2 separate regions of the Mus musculus genome follow, and region 2 is linked to region 1. A link is a contact called in public Micro-C data. All regions are on one chromosome and are shown on one strand. The core of a region is the stretch at or near the end of the contact, and the rest is flanking DNA. Distances in the headings are between cores, read along the strand shown.

Region 1 (4,215 bases), core at 950-3,449:
CAAGCTAACCACAGTGCTACTTCATCTCAACACCAGTCTTTGTTAGAGTTCCCGTTTCAGTTTCTGCAGCTCAGATAAGCTTATCTTAGGCCTTCAAGCTGATGTTCCGGATGGCACAACAGACCTGATTACCAGGAGAACCACTAGTGATCATCAGGAAATGCTACCAACCTCCAAAGAACTCATGGGATAGTTTCAAGCCCAGAAGTGAAAGAAACGGTCCTCAAATTTCCCATGGAAGATTAGAACTGAATCAGAATGTATGCAGATGCATTTCAACACGTCCTTTGTCAAATTTAGCTATAAAAATAGTACCCTTCTATAGACAAGTTATCTTTTTTTTTTTCCTGATGAGGATAAGTCTTGTGGGCTTTGAATTAAAAAGTATGTAAGTTACACTTTTTCTGTTTATCTTGCCTTGCTAGTCAAAGATTACATTCATTTGGAATTAACTAAAATTGATTTAACCATAGAATCTTAACAATCTCACTTAGCTCTCTGAACACAAGACCAGGCTCTAAACGGAATGATGCGCTGCCTCCATTTAAGGCTATTTCCCTGAATCTATGAGCTTCTACCCCAGAATTCTTCTCTCCCTGGAGTCACACTAATGACATTTGACATGATGACGGGGGGGGGGGGGTGGGAAGGGGGAAAGGAGGGTGGCGGAGAGACAAGGGGAGCTTCACTGGTTTTGTTGAAACCATCTCCCTTTTATTCCAGTTTGGTAAATTGCTAAGGTCCATTGACCATTGGCAACTGGTAGGACAGACCTTGGCTTTAGGTGGCCCCTCTGACATTTCTGTGGCTGATCTGAGACCCATTATGCACTAGGTTCTGCATTATAAAATCTAGCCTGGGTCCAAAATTTCTGCCTGTCATCTTAGGAAAGGCCAGGAGTTTTACCCCATCCTGCAATGTGAAAACAGATAATCAAAGGCAACATAGAGCTGTCTGCTTCTTCTCTGACCAATTTGTTGCTTTTTCTGAGGTGATGTTGGCTGTCACTATCTTAGACTGGAAAGGGCAAGCTGGTAGAATAAAATGTAGTTTAAATAGCATCTCCCAGGGGAAGGTCCTCCCTACACTTAGTATTAAATGCAGTAAGATAATCAGCAACTAATCACTTGATGCTAAACTAAGAGCCATTTCCTCTACGAACTGGTCTGAACCTGATGAAGGAGCAAAGAGGCCCAGGTCTTTTTCTTAGATCGTTCATTCTGCTGCAATGACAGCCCTCATAAAACTCCAGTTTATGAACCAAATTTGTTGCACCCCTCACTCCAATACTATAATGCAAACCTCAAAGATCAGAATATCTTATAAGATATGTAAGCAGTTCACTGAAAATGCCAGCATAGATAACTCTCTCGATGACCTCTTCTGTCTAATATCAATTTCGGAAAATACTTTCCATTGCAAAGATTTAACCAGCGTGCTTAACCTTCCACAGAAACCCCTTATCTTCTTCCCCAACTTGTTTGTTCTGAGACCTTATTCTTGGCTGCCTCAGCTCTCTGCAAACACTTAGGCTTTTCTCTTTTCAAAGAGGCTGGGAGCTGTGGAGATTCTGAGCTAGACAGAAACCCTGTGGTTTGATTCCATTAGTCTAAGCCTGGGCCCGGTTGCAAGCAAGCTGCAGTATCTGCTTGCAAAAATCCTGGCAGCCAGGTTCTAGACACAGACACCACGGGCTGCATGCATTCTTCCATACTGGTCTACCCAAATCTTGCCTGGAGCCAGCCAACCACAGCAGAGGGAATCCTACCTTCCATCATGGTGGCAGAATTGCATTCCTTATTTTCCAAGAAGTCAGAAAAAACACAGGAGGATACGCTTCCAGGTCCCAGCTAAGTCCTCACAAAGCTGCCGCTGAGGTCTGCTCTGCTTGCTGCCAAGCCAAAGGAGACAAGTGTTAACCCGAAAGACCGGCCATGGATGCAGCTAGTGCTGCTTCACCTACAGTCTCCCAGGAAGATGCTGTGAGAGAAAGGCAGAGAGGAACAGCAAGCCGGCGAGCTGCACCGCCTGCGCTGCCTCGGCCAATCCCTTCAGCTCTGGACCGCGTCACATGGTAGCCAGCCTGCATCTCCTGACACAATACCCCCGGAGAGCGCACGGAACCCATTTCCCGTCCCCATTGCTCGCTACCCCCACTGCCTCCCGCTCCTCTCCAAACACACAGCCCCTTCCCCACCTGGTGACGCACTTCCCCCGCCCCTCCTCGTGGTCCTTGCAAGCCTATTGCGGCTCTGGGGCGCCCGATGATCTGAACTGCCACCCTGACAGGGGATGCCAGCAAGAAAGAAGCCCAGGAGGCTGATCCCAGGGATTTTTTTTTTTTTTTCGTTTTTCTCTCTTTTACTTATTTTTTTAAGAAAACACTTCTTAGTAATTCCAGATCTTAGCAACACACGTTTACACTCCCATTCCAACCTCACTTTGACCTGAAGGAATTTCAAATGTCAGCGCTTGGCCTCTGTGCACATCTGTCATCTGTGGCTGGCTCGCGCTCTCTTTAGGTCTCTCTGGCCCCCACACCCCCCGCGCCCTGTCTCTCTGTCTAGGTCTCTCTGTCTCTCCTTGTGTGTCTCTTCCTCTCATTCACGAGAGAAAAATCAATTCGCTGACGTCACATCATAAACAACCATCCCCCAAAGGATGATGCAGGAAAAAAAATTCATCCCAGCTGCCTTGAAAGGAAGCAGGAAATTAATTGCGCATGACATGCCCAAGGGCTGGCAACTGTCATTAAAACAAAGAAACAAAAGAACCCACCCGATTCGGGCTCTGGAATCAAACAGGCGATGCTCCAGCTCATTTCTGGGGCGAGAGGCGGGAGAGGGGGATTGAAGGCAAGAGTCTAAGCGTTGGCCGCCTCAGGCGTGCGCGAGTCGCCTCCTCCCACGCACTCCGCTCCGCAGCCGCGACCCCGGGGCTGCGGGGGCCCTCCGTCACCGCGTCCTCCAGCCGAGCTGGGCAGACGCCTGCCCCAGGTGGGGAGCCTCGCTTGCAGCCTCGGCTACAGCTGCCAACTGAAGCCGCTGCTACATGGCAGGTTTTGCAAGACGCTCCTCCTGCAGTCTTCAGTCGCCTAGGAGCCCAGTCGTTCACCCCAAGGGAAATCCAGAGAGGAAGGCAATCGGTCCAGGTTGCGCTGGAGGAATGGGCGGAGCCTGGGCCTTGGCAACTTGCTAGAATGGGGAAAGGTTCAGGCACAAGGTCTGGTGGAGCTGAGGGTCTGTCACCTGAGTGCTATCAAAAGTCCTAGGAGTCCTTCAAAGGGAGGGACTCCCAGGCCTGGTGTCCTGTGATCCTGGGTTTAACCAGGCTAAAACAAAGCAAAAAGAAATAAATTGAATCGAGTAAGGAAGGCCTATCACTGTAGGGAGCAGATGATGAAAAGGCTAGAGAAAGGTCTTTAAACTAAGGAAGAATAGCAAAGCCGGGGCTATGAAAATCTCTTTATTGAAGATCAGGTCAGAAACTAACAATAGGGCTGATCATTTATAACACCCTCACTTAGTATTACCCAGATCTCGACATAGTCTGATTCTTTCCTCCAGAGGGAATACGAGATATTGGTGGCTATGAAATACTAAAGAGGCCGAACGAAGAGATGAATTAGTCAAAATCAAAAAGCAACTCAGCTTCTTAGTAACTTACAAGAGTTTTATAATAATAATTAATGATAATAGCAATAATAATAATTTTTAAAAGCCTCATTGTTTTCCCACAAGGATCCATCTTTCTGTGGCTTCTGCATTTAAACATTAAAGTCTCCTGAGAGCTATACATGCTCGTGGCTTTTTCCCGAGGCCTATGAGGCCGTAGAGTTTTAAAAGGAAGAGATTACAAAGTAACACTTGTCTTAAGGGCAAGTTGATTGGCTCTAAAAACTGTGGTGGGTTATTGAATAAAGGATGTGTGTGTGTGTGTGTGTGTGTGTGTGTGTGTGTGTGTGTGTGTGTGTGATTAGCAAATTATTTTAATGAAGATTAACAACAGGGATGGAGACTGGTATCAAACAATGAAATGGAATCCTGTCTCTTCTTCATTGAGGTCTGAGAACAGAGGCCAGTTATACAACTCTGGACTTTGGCTTCTTACCTATAAAATGGAAGTTAGAATAAGTCCACAAGCCTATAAACCAGTGGTTCTCAGCCTGTGGGCCGTGACCCTTTTGTAGGTCAAATGGCAGTGGTTACCTAAGAC
Region 2 (4,215 bases), core at 1,185-3,684, 460 kb before region 1:
AGTATTCACATACACAAGCACACATGAAGAACAATACATCTTAAAGAACAATAATTACAAAGATTTTTCTGGTAGTAATTCTACCCAGAAAGGTGTAAAATTTACCAACCCACAAATTGACCTTTCAAAACAGAGCAGATTCATATCTCAGATTCATATTCAGCGTAACCTTTACAATCCTATGCAGATTCATAACTCATTGAAAGTAGTCACTGTAGCCTTTGCAACCCTATAACTCCTTCACATATTTCAGCATGGAGATTATTGTGTCAAATAATGTAAAATCTCCCATACATAGTTTTGTAATTAATATTACCGAGATTAAGAAATAGGTCTGAGTACTTAAAATAACAAAAACCATCCTAATTCTAATTACTCATGCTTTAGGGGAGACATGTACCTCTGTAGGCACCAAGTGACAATCTTTGATCACCGGATTCCACAGCCTTTTACAGAGGCCCATTGTAGCCCAGTCATTATCAGGAGTGAGAGAACCCATGGTAGGTAGACCTTGGCCTGTGACGGGCCTTACTAAGTATCTGTTAATTTTTGTAAATATGGTTTTAGGCAGAGAAAAACATTGTTTCCTAGCCCCATAATTTTACATTTATTTCCATTTTGGGTAACTTGGATACATGGGAACAACCGTCAATGTGACTGAATCAGGAAGACAGGCCTTTAGCACAGAGCTCATGCTGCAGACACCAGCCTTCAGTTAGCACTTGCCCTCCTTTGTCCTTCTGTCTCTTCGGCTGTCCATAAGGCCCATGCTGTCCATGGACAGTGGTTTTCACCTCTCCAGGACCAGTGATCAAGGCACCATCTTAGAATCAGAGGGCTTAGGCCTTAACAGAGACACCCGATGGGGCGGTGCTTTTTGATTTTGCATTTCTTATTCTCCAAAACCATCCAGAATGTTTGTTCTCTATAAATGGTCCAGTCACGGGCAATATGTAATGGTAGCACGGACAGAGTAAGACATTCTCTAAAAGCAGTGCACGGGATGGGAAGGGCACAGAGGGAGAGGTCACTTTTTATAAGGCATGAAGGGGATCTCTGGAGACAGGCTCCCCAGAAAACAGGCACCGTTTTGCCCAATATAGAAGGAAAAGTAATAATTCAAGAAGAGATGAGGGAGGGGCATTGTGAAATGGAAGTGAAGAAAGAGAGATGTGAGCCTTGTTGTTGATTTAGCTACAACTCAGGAAAGGGGAAAAGCCAGGCATCTGGAGGTGCGGGCAAAGGAGGTTACCAACAGTCAAGGATGCCATGCTGGCTGCCAGGAATTCCAGTTCTGAGACACGGTACAGGGTGCATGTACCTTGAACACATTGTGTAACTGGCCTAAGCCAGTCACGGATGGGTAAATACTGTGCGATTGCTCATCTGTGTGATATACAGAATAGTCAGATTCACAGAGATTGACAGCACAACACAGGTTACTTGGTTTTGAGGAGGGGAGTAGAGAACAGGAAATGATTGCTTCGTTCCCACAAGAGTTTCCATCTGACACGGTGAATGTTTTGGGGAGGGTGCCTGGTGAGAGTTGCACATCCAAGGATTAAAACAATAAACTGATATTTTTACCACAGTTTAAAAAAAAAAAAAAAGACACTTAAGAAGATGGGAAGTTTGGGGGAATAATTCAAAACTTTCTAAAAGTAGGAATGTAACGTCCTTGCTTCAACAGGTATTCTTTGCTTGTGTGACTGCACTGTGTCAAGAAAACAGAACTGGCTTTACACAACAGAGGTCGTGAGATGAAGGTGCAGAGACCATCGAATCTGCCTAAGAGCACAGGGAATGTTTCAAACAGTCCTAAAACCGGAACAAAGCTTTAGGCTCCAAACACCTTGCACTTTTTACTATTCCAGGAGCGGCTTATTGCAACACTTTCCTCATCCTTGCCTTTTCTGGATATACCAGCTAAAACAAACAAGCAAAAAACAACAAAAAGAATTTCAGAAGCATGAGAGGTCTCACTTTGCAGAATGAAATCTTTGTTTACTGTTGAATCATGTTTGATACTTTGTGTGACCTTTGACCCCTCGGCAAGTGAGGCCAAAAAAAGAGCTTTCGGGATAACTGAGGATGCAACAGGGGCATCACTTCTCTGCCAGCCACACGTTAGAAAGGAGGGAGGTACTTCTAGGCCTGCAGCCCAGCTCCCGCAAAACCCCCATGCTCCCCGCAGGGGGACCCAGCGCGCCTTCGTGCGCAGGCGCAACTCTGTGCTCGCCAGCCCGGCTCAGTGGTCCCCCAGCAGTGTCCCGGCTGCTCCCGGAGCCCATGCCGGGTCCCCAGCCCCGCCGAGCCAGCCCCGGCCCTTCCCTGACCCCGCGAGGCACCATGCCAGGGCAAAGTCCCCGAGGGTGTGAACCCCAGTGTCCCAACCCCTGGGCGGGGACGGGCGGCGGCAGTGCGGGGAGCTGTGGGCAGCACAACCCGCGAAGCCCTGCCGCGAGCCGCCGGGTCCTTCCCGAGCCTCCGCCGCCACGCTAGGCCCGCAATCGCGGAGCCCCGGAGCTCAGGGCCCGCGCCCCGCACCGCCAGGCCCGCTCCCGCAGCCGGGGTCCCGCCACGCCAGGCCCGCGCTCCTCCGCGCCCCGCACCGCCAAGCCCGCTCGGCACCGCGCTCCGCACCGCCAGGCCCAGACCCCCGCCGCCGCGCCGCTCCGCCGCCCCGCTCGCTCGCAGGCCCGTTGCGGCAGCCACCGCCACCGCCGCCGGCGCCACCGCCGCCATGGCGGAAGTCCACAGACGTCAGCATGCTCCGGTTAAAGGAGAAGCCCCCGCGAAATCCTCCACACACAGAGATGAGGAGGAGCTGGGGATGGCGCCGGCCGAAACGCTAACGGTGTTCCTGAAGCTGCTGGCCGCCGGTTTCTACGGCGTGAGCTCCTTCCTCATCGTGGTGGTCAACAAGAGCGTGCTCACCAACTACAGGTGGCCGGGCTGGCGGGCGGCGGCTGCGGCGCGGCGGGCAGGGACGGGGGTTCGAGCCCACCCGGGGATACCCTCGGCCACGCTCCCCGCCGCACTGGCCAGGGCTGGGGGTGAAGGGGGAAGGCACAACGAGGCCGGTGCCCAGGGACTAGCGACCCGCGCGGCTGACAGCCCCGGGACCGGCGCGGCCGCACGCCCACGCGCCGTCGCCGCTGTCACTGAGACTCCGGGGCAGAAGTTTGTATGTGTGTGTCTTGTGTTTCCCCTCAAGAGTCATTTAAAAGATTTAAAACCGTTGACGAGGTCTCCGCGGCTTAACTTTCTGGAAAAATCCGTTGCAGGAAGCTGAAGGGAATTGTAAAAAAAAACAGGACAAGACCAGACAAGTGGTCGCCCTAGGCTACAAAATCTAAGATTTTTTTTTTAATTTTTTGTTTTTTATTGGAGGGGCAGGCATCGCTGTGGGTTGAATCAGAACGCATTTTAAGGCTGACAGTGTGGGAGTTGAATTCCCTGTGCTCTGAGGACGTTCTGGCCGTTTTTAACCCCCTTTTCTTTACCCCTTTTGTAGATTTCCATCCTCGCTATGTGTTGGACTTGGCCAGGTTAGTTGGAATCTCGGGCATCCCGTGGTCTGTGTTGTCAGAAGTTCTGTGTGTGTCTTTCTATGCAGAACAGTGCATCTGTGTGTGTTCTCTGTTTGCAGATGGTGGCCACGGTAGCGGTTCTCTGGGTGGGAAAGACACTCAGAGTAGTCAAGTTTCCTGACTTCGACAGAAATGTACCTCGAAAGGTAAACAAACGTGAGAAAGAAGGGATACTTTATTTTATAAAAAGGAGCCATTCTGTGGCTTAAGGGCGGAAAAAAAAATCAGCGTCTTGAATATTTAAAAATGCAGTCTAGCTCCCACCCTAGTCTCCGAGTGCATATAGCAAAGCTAGAGAAAACAGGCCACAGGGCACCCAAGACGACAACGTCTCTGGAAGATGAAGATAGAAAATCCTTCTCTTCATTAAGGAGTTTCTGGGAACAGATCTGCCCACTCTAGCCACGATCTTCTGCTTCCTTTATTCCCTATTTATTTATTTATTGGAGGTGGTGGTGTTGGGAGTGTTTTCTTTCATATTCTTTTCTATGATTCTGTGAGACTCCATGTGATGCCGAAATGTTTCTGTGTCTCAGACTCGTATAGTACCATATTTTCAAGCAACTGATGTTTCTGTCTCACATGGTTGATTATGTTCATATTTCCATCCCCTCTTCTTCCA

Evidence for each region. A called contact is a pair of places that touch in the nucleus more often than the background predicts.
Region 2: a Micro-C map of embryonic stem cells shows a contact between it and region 1, with 9 times the contacts expected there. The contact joins the promoter of Slc35d1 here to the promoter of Sgip1 in region 1. A contact is called at or near these places in 1 of 484 Hi-C or Micro-C datasets (embryonic stem cells) and 2 of 115 datasets of contacts at active chromatin or transcription factors (astrocytes and stem cell-derived neural progenitor cells).

The regions. Positions count from the first base shown.
Region 1 is chr4:102,758,119-102,762,333 of GRCm38.p6, reverse strand. Sgip1 (SH3-domain GRB2-like (endophilin) interacting protein 1) reads right to left here and starts at 2,199. Exons shown (of 26, transcript NM_001285852.1): 1 at 1,769-2,199. The coding sequence starts at 1,778.
Region 2 is chr4:103,213,395-103,217,609 of GRCm38.p6, reverse strand. It overlaps Slc35d1 (solute carrier family 35 (UDP-glucuronic acid/UDP-N-acetylgalactosamine dual transporter), member D1), which reads left to right and starts at 2,434. Exons shown (of 12, transcript NM_001356276.1): 1 at 2,434-2,946; 2 at 3,518-3,551; 3 at 3,653-3,739. The coding sequence starts at 2,744. It overlaps Gm46864 (a long non-coding RNA gene), which reads right to left and starts at 2,667. Exons shown (of 3, transcript XR_001784379.1): 1 at 2,613-2,667.